Linked DNA regions of Zea mays: all the other regions are linked to region 3. The links are chromatin contacts, called in public Hi-C maps. All regions are on one chromosome and are shown on one strand. Each heading gives the region's core, a stretch centred on a gene start, on an enhancer-like site or on the middle of the called end of the contact. The rest is flanking DNA. Distances are from core to core; before and after follow the strand shown.

The links. A called contact is a pair of places that touch in the nucleus more often than the background predicts.
Region 1: a Hi-C map of leaf shows a contact between it and region 3, with 6 times the contacts expected there. The contact joins the promoter of LOC100274364 here to the promoter of LOC100280613 in region 3. A contact is called at or near these places in 4 of 25 Hi-C or Micro-C datasets (bundle sheath, ear, leaf and 1 more).
Region 2: a Hi-C map of leaf shows a contact between it and region 3, with 7 times the contacts expected there. The contact joins the enhancer-like site here to the promoter of LOC100280613 in region 3. A contact is called at or near these places in 4 of 25 Hi-C or Micro-C datasets (bundle sheath, endosperm, leaf and 1 more).

What each region holds. Positions count from the first base shown.
Region 1 is chr9:40,965,700-40,969,886 of Zm-B73-REFERENCE-NAM-5.0, forward strand. LOC100274364 (putative protein kinase superfamily protein) reads right to left here and starts at 1,528. Exons shown (of 1, transcript NM_001148724.1): 1 at 1-1,528. The coding sequence starts at 1,499. The coding sequence ends at 24.
Region 2 is chr9:41,002,518-41,006,083 of Zm-B73-REFERENCE-NAM-5.0, forward strand. No RefSeq gene overlaps it. Among protein-coding and RNA genes, the nearest start is that of LOC100274364, 37 kb to the left of the region's middle. Within about 2 kb of position 1,869, at least 19 of the 20 cell types and tissues checked have an H3K27ac peak or open chromatin away from gene starts, as enhancers often do. A contact at or near this core is called in bundle sheath, endosperm, leaf and 1 more, where this site is marked.
Region 3 is chr9:40,828,055-40,832,122 of Zm-B73-REFERENCE-NAM-5.0, forward strand. It overlaps LOC100280613, which reads left to right and starts at 2,674. Exons shown (of 3, transcript NM_001153531.1): 1 at 2,674-2,832. The coding sequence starts at 2,827.

The DNA.
Region 1 (4,187 bases), core at 278-2,777, 140 kb after region 3:
CTAGTGGTGATTGATTTAGCTGGCTAGGTCTTGATCTGCGACAGCATGCAGCGGACGTCCTTGGCAGTGGGCCGCTCCTTGGGGTCGTCCTTGGTGCAGAACAAGGCGATGCGCAGCAGCAGCAGGATCTGCTCGTCGTAGCCGGCGCCGGCGATGGCGGGGTCTATGGCCTGCGCGTGCTCCCCGGCCTCCATGACGCGGCGCAGCCACTTGACGAGGCCGACCACCTCCTCCGTCTGCGTGAAGAACTGGTCGGACGGCTCCTTCCCCGTGGCCAGCACCGCCAGGATGACCCCGAAGCTGTACACGTCGCACTTGGCCGTGAACTTGACCGTCTGGTAGTACTCCGGCGCGATGTAGCCCAGCGTGCCGGCCACGTTGGACGCGGTGACGTGCGTGTGCGAGTCCGGCATCGCCTTGGCCAGCCCGAAGTCCGCGATGCGGGCCTCCAGGTCGTCGTCCAGCAGGATGTTGGCGGGCTTGAGGTCGCGGTGGATGATCTGCGGCTGGTGGGAGACGTGGAGGTACTCCAGACCCGCCGCCACGCCCACCGCCACGCGGAGCCGCGCGGGCCACGACAGCCCGCCGGCGCCGGTGCCGCTGCCGCTGCTGCCGTCCTCGGCCTCGGCGTTCTCGGCTTTCAGCGCCTGGTGCAGGCTGCCGTTCTTCATGTACTCGTACACCAGGTAGTGGCAGTCCGGGCGCGGCACGTGCGCCGCCAGCGACAGCAGGTTGCGGTGCCGGATGTACCCCACCGTCCGGATCTCCGACTGGATCTGCCGGGACCTCTTGTCCAGCTGCCGGCTCTCCTCATCGCTCAGGTTGTTGCTGGGCGCGTCGCCGCCGTGCTTCTTGACCTTCTTGATGGCGATGAAGCGCGGCTGCTCCCCCTCCCGCTCCACGGGCAGCTGCGCCTTGTACACCTCCCCGCACCCGCCGCGCCCGATCACGGCCAGCGACGCCAGCCCGTCCTCCTTCTCCAGGAACGCGAGGTGCTCCGGCCGCCTGATCAGCTTCGGGGTGAAGATCATCACGCCGGACCGCGTCCGGTACCGCCCGCGGATGCAGTTGAGCGCCAGCCTGAACAGCACCGACAGCACCATCCCGGAGATGACGCCGGCGAGGGACCCCACCACGAAGCCGATGATCCAGTTGCGCACCCGGTTCTTGTGGCTGCGGTGGTGCCGGCCAGTCTGCTCGGCGGCCGGAGGCGCCGGCGCCGGCGAGCTGGCGTTGGCCTTCGCCGGCGAACTGTGGTTCTTGGGGCCGCCGCCGCTGGGCGCGCTGCTCTTCTCCGCGAGCACGTACCGGTGCGGCACCGTTGTCCGGCGGTGATGCGCGTGCCGGGTCCCCAGGCGGGAGCGGCGCGCCATGGCCGAGTGCGAGACGGCATACCGGCCGTCGTAGCTCTCCGCGGCGGAGATGAGGACGACGAGAAGCGTGACGAGCGAGAGGAGGACAACAGACTTGCCTGGCATGGTGTTCGCCGCTGACGCCATGGCCGTCAACTCGGGGGGCGGCTTCTTTGTGGGGGTGGGTGGTGGAAGACTGGAAGCACTGAAGCAGAACTTTAATAATAATGGCGGGGCCGCGGGCGCGGGGGATTGTCAGTTGTGGAATGCCGTGTGGAACGGATCGACAGCTCTGACGCGTTTCTTGACCGGATGGACGGGTCAGATTCGCGGGAGGGCCCTGTTGCTGTTGCCGGCCCCCAGCCCCCAGGGTCCCAGTCAGACGGCCGACCGTGGAGAGACGACTTGACTCGATGGTAATGGTATGATGGACATGTAAGTCAAGAACCGGCGTGCACGGCTAGTGGGAAAATTTGGAGGGGACGGCAATGTCACCGGAGAACGGAGATTGCATCAACGACTTGCTTTCACTTGCGACCAAACACACTCTGTATCTCTATGGCCCTCTTTGGATTAGCTTTTTTTTTCTGATGACCTTTTCTGAGAAGTTGGCTGTAGGAAGAAATTGGCTGTGAAGAGAAGCCGACTGATAAGAATCTAGGTGTTTGGTAATTTGGTTGTGGAGAAAAGTGGATGGTTAGAAACTAAAAAATAGGTAGTCATTTCGTAGACTTAATTAAAAGGCCTGAAGCTGATTAAAGTCGACATATTGACTTGCTATATATGTGTGCTGCATCACTAAAACACTGAAAATTAAATATGGTTAAAGCCGAGAAGTCGTTCAACTTCTCCATGGCACGGCCTCCTGGCTGATTCTGGTGGCGTGTGCTAAAGCCGCTGCGAGCCGCCGCGCGTTCACCAGAAGCTGAACCAAAAGCTAGGTGTTTGATTGGGCTTCTAGCTTCTGGCGGCCAGAAGCGCCATCAAAAGCTAAACCAAACGTGGTCTATATCTAGTATATTTAAGTTAGAATAACCGAGCGCTTCACACGCGCAAAAGAAATAGTGGAGGGTTTGAACCTCGAACCCACACCCCTGCATAGTGTGTTTAGTTGACAAGCGAAGAAGAATGAGGTGGTTCCATTCATATTTTTTGAATGTTCCGTTTCCAATAAAAGAGGAGCAGAATGACTTCTGAAATCTACTTATAAAAATTTATTATAAATAGTTATAATGCTCCCGCTCTACAAAAATGACAAGACGCGAGCGATTTTCTCCCTCTGCTGCCCTCTACACTCATATGGCTTTCCAACCAAATAGAGAGGAGCGACTCCGCTCTGTTCTACTTTTCAACCAAACAAAAAATAGTGTGGCTCTATTCTATTTGTCAAACACGGAATAAAATGGCTCTACTCTCCAAAACTGGAATGCAGTCGCTCCATTCTAATTGACTCTCTAATTAAACACACTCTAAATATTTAACACTTACCACCGTAACACGTGTTTGATTGTTTTTAGAAAGAAATAAAATTTGGAATATGCATATACTAATATTTGAAAATTTTAAAAATATAATTATATTTGAATAAATATCTTATTAAATTAATGTCTATATATATATAATGTGAATAATCTTCGTGTGTCTCCTCCCCCCCCCCCCCCACAATGCATTCGTCATCCGAAATGGTGCTCCCGCGTATGATCCTTAAATTCGGGTGAATAAGCAGCTCGGGGGGTTCGAACCTGTGTCCCATCATGACAATGTTTGTGATATATTCAAAGAAGGTATTGTATATATATCTATACTAGATGTATGCCCGTGCGTTGCTACGGAGTCAACATATAATAATAAAATATATTAAGATGCAGAAACATTAATTATCGTTATACCTTTTTGTTAGTATCTTTTAAAGGTTAAGAAGATTTACATACATTAAAAGATATATAGGTATGTGCCCGTGCTTTGCTATACAAATTAAAAACCATCCAATACTAAGCATGTACGGCTGTATTGATACAACTTTGTTGCTTTATCTGCATTTTCAGTTTATGAAAATATTGGATGGTTTTAGCCATTTGGTCTACATACGAAATATACTCCTACCGTCCTACGTTCAGTTTCATGTGTGGTACTGGGGTAAGGACAATGCTTAAATAAAATAAGAGAAGCAGTTAAAATGATGATTATTCCTACATTTTACATTTTTGTCCTTTTATTAATATATACAGTTTGTCGTACACAATTTAGTTCCAGAAATGCAAGAAATAAAATATCTAAAAGAAAGCCCAAACACAGTGAATTCAGAGTACTCGCACATAGGGCGTGTTTGGTGTGGCGCCTAAGCCGCCACACCGCGCCACACTTTTCAGCCACAAGTGTGGCGCCCAATTTGGCCGCCACACTTGTGGCTCAAAAGTGTGGCGCGGTGTGGCGGCTTAGGCGCCACACCAAACACGCCCATAAATTTTATTCAATATAATATTAGTGCAAAATTATTACATCAAAACGAACAACACATATCATCAACCACAATATCTCACAAAGTGTTTGGCAACAATCAATACATAACTAAACCGAAACAAATAAAATTACATATATATATAAGATTTGCAACGAATGATGCTTCTAATAAGGATTTAAATTTTATAACAAGACATAAGAGTAGTTTTGATAACTGACTGGGATGCTTTACCTCCTCTAGAGTTAATAGTACGATGCCCATGCGTTGCAGCGGCATTTGACCCATGGTGTACTATGAGCATGTGGAGAGGACATTTGTAGCTGAACCATCTGTGCTAGACCTTGCTGGATGTTGCATGCCTAGGACTGAACCTG
Region 2 (3,566 bases), core at 619-3,118, 170 kb after region 3:
TCTGATCCAAGACTCGAATAGGATGTTCTGCATAGGTCAAGTCTGGTTCTAAGACAACATCCCCCACATCAATGGTTCGATCTGGAACCTAAAGACACTTCTTCAATTGGGACACATGAAACACATTGTGCACTGCAGACAATGTTTCAGGTAGTTGGAGTCGGTATGCCACTGGTCCACATTGCTCAAGAATAGGAAACAGACCAATGTATCGGGGTGCAAGCTTTCCTTTTACCCCGAAACGGGTCACACCCTTCATTGGCAATACTTTCAGGTACACAAAATCTTTGACTTGAAAGTACAAGGGTTGGCATCGTTTGTCTATGCAACTTTTTTGTCGAGCTTGTGCCTCTTTCAAGTTATGTATGATTCGTCGAACCTTTTCCTCCATCTCTTTAACCATGCCAGGCCTGAAAAACCACATTTCTCCTGGTTCAGACCAATTCAAGGGTGTCCGACACCGTCGTCCGTACAGTGCTTCAAATGGTGCCATCTTAATACTTGCTTGATAACTATTATTATACAAAAATTCTGCTAAGGGCAGATAGTCATCCCATTTCTGCGGAAACTCTAGAACACATGCTCGCAACATGTCTTCAAGTATTTGATTTACTCTCTCAGTCTGTCCACTTGTTTGGGGATGATACGCCGAACTGTGGAGCAACTTAGTACCCAGAGATTTGTGGAGTTCTTCCCAAAATTTGGATACAAATTGTGGTCCTCGATCCGACACAATTGTTTTTGGAACCCCGTGCAAACTGAGAATGCGAGCAGTATAAAGTTTCGCATATGTGGCCACTGTATACTTTACTTTGACGGGAAGAAAGTGGGCGATCTTCGTAAGTCGATCAATGATAACCCAGATAGAATCAAAACCTTTAGCTGTTTTGGGCAATCCCACAATAAAATCCATGCTAATATCTTCCCATTTCCAGGCTGGGATAGGTAAAGATTGCAGTGGTCCTGCTGCCTTCATATGTATTGCCTTGACACGCCTACATGTGTCACATCTTGCCACATAGTGTGCAATCTCAATTTTCATTTTTGTCCACCAATAGTGCTGCTTTAAATCTTGATACATCTTAGTACTTCCGGGATGAATGGAATATCGACTAAGATGAGCTTCATCCAAAATTTGTTGGCGGACATCAGTATCTTTAGGCACAACTATGCGATTATTAAACCATACTATGCCTTGATCATCCTTTATAAAGCAATTAGCTTTGTCAGCTTCTATTTTCTCATGAATATGTTTCATACCCTTGTCATTTCTTTAGGCATTAATAATCTTTTACAGAAGAACTGACTCAAGCTTCAATTGAGTCAAAGTTCCATGTTGTATCATTTCCAGGTTTAACTTTTCCATTTCTTGACATAATGTGATGTCAGGGGTCCTCACTGTAAGACAATGGCAGGACGCCTTGCGACTTAGTGCATCTGCCACCACATTGGCCTTTCCTGGGTGATAGTGGATTTCTAATTTATAATCCTTAATCAGCTCAAGCCATCTTCTTTGCCTCATGTTTAGTTCTGACTAGGAAAAAATATACTTCAGACTTTTATGATCTGTATATATATGGTAGATATTTCCCAGCAGATAATGACGTCATATTTTAAGGGCATGAACCACAACAGCTAATCGCCTGGCCATTTCTACTGAACATTTTAAATCTGAAGTCAAAACCAAAATTTAAAGTTAGTTTGAATTCTGAAAAATGAAATTAGAAAAGAAATACAAAACAAAAAATAGAAAAGAAAAAGGAAAGAAGAGGATCGGACCTGGGCCGACCCCCCCCCCCCCAGGCCCATACCTAACCTAGCTCACGGTCCACCGTCACACGCGCACTGATGGATAGGGCCCGCTGACAGTGATCGCGCGCGCCCATGGTGATCATGAAGTGCTAACATATGGGCCCCCTTGTCAGTGTCCATCAGCCATGGCTGCTGTAGATCTTCCTTGCCACGGTGAGTGCGCCTGTAACAAACTCTTCGAGAACCAGGCGGACTCCAGCTGGCTGTTTCAATCGCCTTGCCATGGCCATATATGTGGGAGGGTGCCGCATAATCAGCTTCTCACCCATAGCCACCAAAGACAGGGAGAGGAGTGACCGCCGTCGTGTGAGTTGAAGACACGCGCTGCCATAGAACCTCGATCACGATGCCTTTTGAGGACTGAGTTCGGGTCAGGGTGGTGCACCTTGCCTCGGGGAACGCTTTTCGATCAGCAATCGGGTGCGGGAGGCAACGGATTGCGGACAATTCCTCGTCGGAGGCTGGGCGCCACCACGAATCCACCCCCCTTCGCGGACCAGGCACTGTGTGGCTCGAATTCCAGTAACGATTCCTCCCCGTTGTTCACGTTGCCCAGTAATTTACGAATAGTTACGGGATTAGCAGTTGGGAGTCCTTGGGTGGTGCATTGGCAATGCCAGCGGGTTGCGCCGCCAGGGGTGTGGCTTCCACGCTGTTGTGTTGACAACCAGGTTGGGGGAAGGGTACAATAGCCGTTGATCGAGGGATGGGCGGTGGAGACCAGATCCGGTGTATCCCTTTCACTTCATAGAATATAGGCGGTCGGATTGGGATCGTGCGGTTTGGGGGTTGGGGCAAGCGAGTGCGCCCCGTGGGCCATAGATTTGTGATCCGATGGCTAGAGTGAGTTCTAGGTGGGGTTTTAACCTGGGCGTAGCGCTTCGATCGGATGGCTGTGATCGGCTGATACCCCTTCGTTGTGTTTAGTTTGCATAAGAGCCCCATATGAGTTAGCAAATAAACCCGTCGTCCAGGGGAGTTTTAGAAGCATTACAACTAAGTCCTTTTTCATGCGATTTAGCCCCTGAACCTTCCTGTAATCATGGCCAAAGTCCAGTCAACCGAGAATTCAATGAAATTAAATGCAGAAATCATTTTTAGTGCAAAAATAATGTCCCAATCTTAGGAAATTCATAACTTCATGATTTTAGCTCTGATTTAACCCGTTCCAGTTGCATTAGGTTCGTACAAATATTAACTGCAATCTAGTAACCTTATTTTGTTATGTAACATGTTGTCAAAATCAAACACTTAATTGGTTTAGCCTATGTTTAACTTATCCAAGCACACAAAACTTCGGAAACTCATATATCATTCATTATAACTCTGATTTTAGCCGTTCTCGAACCTACGATCTTGTAGCAACGCATAGATCATTATTATGTATTTTGTGCTCATGTTTGTTGTGATGCTAGTTTCTCCTATACCATGTCTGTTTGTATTGTTGCGAGTAGACGAGCAAGTGGCTGTGGAACCCGGTACTCAGCAGGTGGAAAATACTCTCGTTGAAGGCAAGTTGTGCGCTTGATCACTCTTCTTTACCCAATAATGTTCCAATTTATTACTATGACATGCTCAGGTTAATTTTGATGGGACCTAATAGGTTACCCTAGTTTGGTCTACTTTATACCTTGCTCACAACTAAACTTTTTGTGTAGTATCTGCTATTTCTCTATGTGGTTTTGGGTGTTAAGATGCATATTATTCTTGATCATTCTATTTATTGTCAATGGATTCTTTTCTATTCATTATAA
Region 3 (4,068 bases), core at 1,424-3,923:
GGAATCCGTCATTTTCTAGATCCTAATTCCTAAACCATGTAAACTCTTTCATCTTTCTCTTTACTTAATCCCCAGACTACTCAGATTCTCCTCACAGACCAAAGAGCTTGTTTCAGTTTTTTTCTGACGAGATTTTCTGGAAACGCGACTGTGAGAAGAATAGAGTATTGTAGAGATTAAGTGCGGAGGAAGATGCAGTATATAGGGTTTAGGATCTAGAAAGTGATAGATTTCTACTATCATGATAACTTGTTCGATTCTATGTTTACACTGATTTTTAGATAGTTTTCCCAAAAACGGTTGTCATAAAAGTGAAAAAACTGGATATTTGACGGTCCGCACTGGCATCTAACGCCATAAGCTATGAAAAATGTAGAAACAAACACCCCGTGTATCTGCCGAGGCCGCTTCTCAGACTGTCTCCAGCAACGTCCTCTATATACATCCGTCCTTTACAGTCTTCTCTAAAAGATTCCATCTCCTATATCTATTTTCTCTCCAACAACGTTCTCTAAATCACGTCCTCTATATGTAAATACCTATATTAAAGACATTTTTAATTTTTTAATTTTTATACATACGTATTTGTCATACTCTCAAATGTATTGTACATATTTTAGTTTTATTAAACCGGTTGTTTAAAGTATTCAAATAGATAGAGAACCGTTTAGAGAAACTCTACATATAGAGGATCCAGCAGCGTTCTCTAAATTTAGAGGACCGTTTAGAGGACGTTGCTGGAGGGAGTAGAGGACGTCCTCGTCCTCTAAATTTAGGGTACATGACCCTTTAGAGCTCCTTGTTGGAGCTAGTCTCAGCATGCTCCACCGCTAAATACAAGGATCGAAAATGGGAGACAAAACCCTCTGCTGAAATGCTAGTGGTCGGCTTCGAGAAATACATGGAGCCGGGCATCTGGCAGGCCAACTCCGCATACGGTTCCCATGTCGACACCCAACTCCTGCAAAGTGGTTCCTTCAGCAGATTCAGCAGCCAATATTATTTTTCTCCCAGCGTCTTCTTCCTCTTGGGTTTGATCCGTACGCATGGACAAGTTATAACTTTAAAAGGCAATAATGAATGAGTTGTGTCCGAGATCTGTATGGAGTTCATGGCGGAGAAAAAAAAAGGCGCGGGGGAGAGCAGTCCGCGTCCGCGTCAAGACTGCCAACAGTCAGCAGGAGGGCAAATTTGCAATTACTCGTGCGTGCTAGGCTACACAGTTCGCTCACTCCGCAGGGTGTTAATGGATCAACATCCAAATGTCATTTAAAAAAAGTTAGGATCTTAAATAATTTTAGTTTTAAATAATAAATAGTAATAGGATCTGATTCTAATCCGATTTGATTTTTAAAGTTTGTAGTGTAAAATCTAGAGTTTATTATCATCTCTATCACCACATGATATGATGTGCCGTTCCGTTTACTTGACTCCACGGCCGGCACTGGTGTGGTGGTTCAACTTTTTTCTCATCAAATTTTCTAACAATTTAACTATGGAAAGAATATGGTTGTAGAGATAATCTAAGGGGTATTTGGTTTGAGGAATCACTTTATCCAAAATATGATGGTGTATCATGGGTCCATTACTCAAATTTGGTGGGACGACCTCATTCCTCTTATTAGTACTAACTAAATAACTATAAGGAATTAGGTGATGGTGGATCAACTCAATCCATTCGACAAACCAAACAAAAAAGTGAGAAGTGAGAAGACGATGTACTAGATCATTTCTCAAACCAAACAGCCTAAGTATCGTTGAGATTACGTGCGGAGAAAGATAAAATTATCTATAGGATTCATAATCTAAAATGTAAAAGATTCCTACTATTTCAACAAACTTAACGAATTATATATTTATTTTGATTTTGAATGATATTTAACAAATTGAAAAACTAATCGTTTGGCTGACCGGAAAACTAATCGTTTGGCCGTCCCCAACATCTTTTTTGGTGGTTAAAATCTGTAAAAAGCCGAAACAGCGCCGAGGCCAGTGTCAGGTCTGAACGCACGCAGTATTTTATATCTTGCTTCCTGGTCCAGCGGCGGAGCTCTGTCCGGTTCCAGACGCTGTATTAGGCACACGATGACATGCCCAGCTGTCATACCATATTGGCAATAAACTAATTAACAATAATAAATAATAATAATAATTCCTACGCAGTTGACATTCGACGCATCGCCCGCCAGCTCGGATCCAGTTCTAGAGCTACGCCACGGGACGAATTTGGGCCAAAAGTTCCAACAAATCTCTTTTTGATTTCAAGCAGAGAAGAATTACGCCACGGGGACCCACACCCACCCAAGCAGTAGGAAGTAAAACAAAGGCTACGATCCAGTCTAGAGATTCCGAGCGCCAGCGAAGCGCTCCTCCACCGGGCTCACCACCGACGTGCGGCCCCCTCGCCACCGCCGCCGCCGCCGCACCGGTCAAAACCCCGCCGGCTGCCTGCCTCTTCTCCTGCCCCCACCCACACGCTACGTCTGACCAACTGGCCCCCACCGGCGGCGCGGCTCACATCACGCTTCCCGGGCCCCTCGATAACCGCCGGGTACAATCGATTTTTAGGCGCAGCACTCCCCCTCCCACCACTCGACTCAGTACAAGTTGCCAAGTTCTCCGTCACCAGCTTTCCTTTTCTTTTTCAATTCTCCACAGCGATTCGTCTCCTCTGCTCTTATCTCCGCTGTGCCTGTGCCTGACTTTTCCTCCTCTTCGTCCCCTCCCACCCGCAACCGCACAGAGAAAGGGGAGGAGGCTCTCTACCCAGCGCAGCCCGAGCACCCCTCCCCCCGGATCGGGACCCCTGCTCTGCGCAATCCACCCATGGCGGTACGTGCAAGGCTCTGCGCTGCCTCTGGCTGGCGTTTCTTTCTTTCTTTTTTCTTTTTGTAATCTATATTCCGCCCACACCCGGCGATGTTAGCCTGTGGAATCGGTGCTCGTTGTCCTTGGTCGAAGTGAGCTCGTCTTGTGTTGAAAGCTCGGTCCGGCTAGTTTCGAGCGGCGGGGATCTGTTTCTCCTGTTGGTTGGCATCAAAGCCGGGTGGGCTGGCCGAGTATTCTTTCTCCTCGAGGACGTATGCGCTCGATATGATAGGTCTAGGAAAACTAGTGGGATGCTTCTTTCTCGTGTGGTTGAGCTGCGTTCACAAGATTGCTTGATTGATTCGTGTATCCTAAAGTCTCGGGAGAACTATGTGTACCGGGTCGGGTAGGTTGGCGTTTTTGTATCGGGGCCTGTGATTGTCAGCGGAGTCCACGCCTTTGCTCTGCATTCGGTCAGGGAGTTTCATAACGGATTCCATGTTCACTGCAACTACAACGCAGTCAATTAGAATTAGCAGCCCAGCCTATAGCTGTTGCCGTGAAGACGCTGAAACGGAAACATAGCCTAAGTGGTTTCGTTCAAATCTTTTGTCTGCTACTCGTGGGCTTGTGGCTATGGCCATGGCCATGGGCTGTAGTTTTATTGATCCAACATTAGATTGTTATTCTGTTGTTAAAGCTATGGCAAGTCTGAAAGCCAAATGGACGGAGATGGACGACTACGGAGAAACGCTCATGAATATACATGCGGGATTATGCACGTATGCAGGCCAATGGTCACTCAAAGAGGCCCGTTCCCTTACCAGTACACTTAGAAAACTACTTTACTCACTAAAGCGTTCATTGGAGACTTGGTGTTCTTTTTTTCTGAATAGCATGCTTGTTGGTTACTGCTAAGAACATTGTGGAACTTGATTATTGGTTTGATAATGGAACCATGGTTTTTCATTTTAGGAAGACACTGATAGATCACATCCCTTTTTTTTGTATTGTAGTTAACCGACCAATTTATCTGTTAGGAACAGAAATAATGACTCTGCAGCCTATCCTTCATATAAAGGGTGGTGTACCTAATTCCTGTTTTTAAGGGGCTATCGGTTGAATCATGCCTGGGAATATCAGCATGGCAGCTGAATCTTCCCATGAAAGCTGTCATGAATTTTTTTTTTGGAAACTGTTAACAACTTGACATGCCAACTCTTTTCTTGATGCTAGTTTGATCTCTAGAATATATGTTCT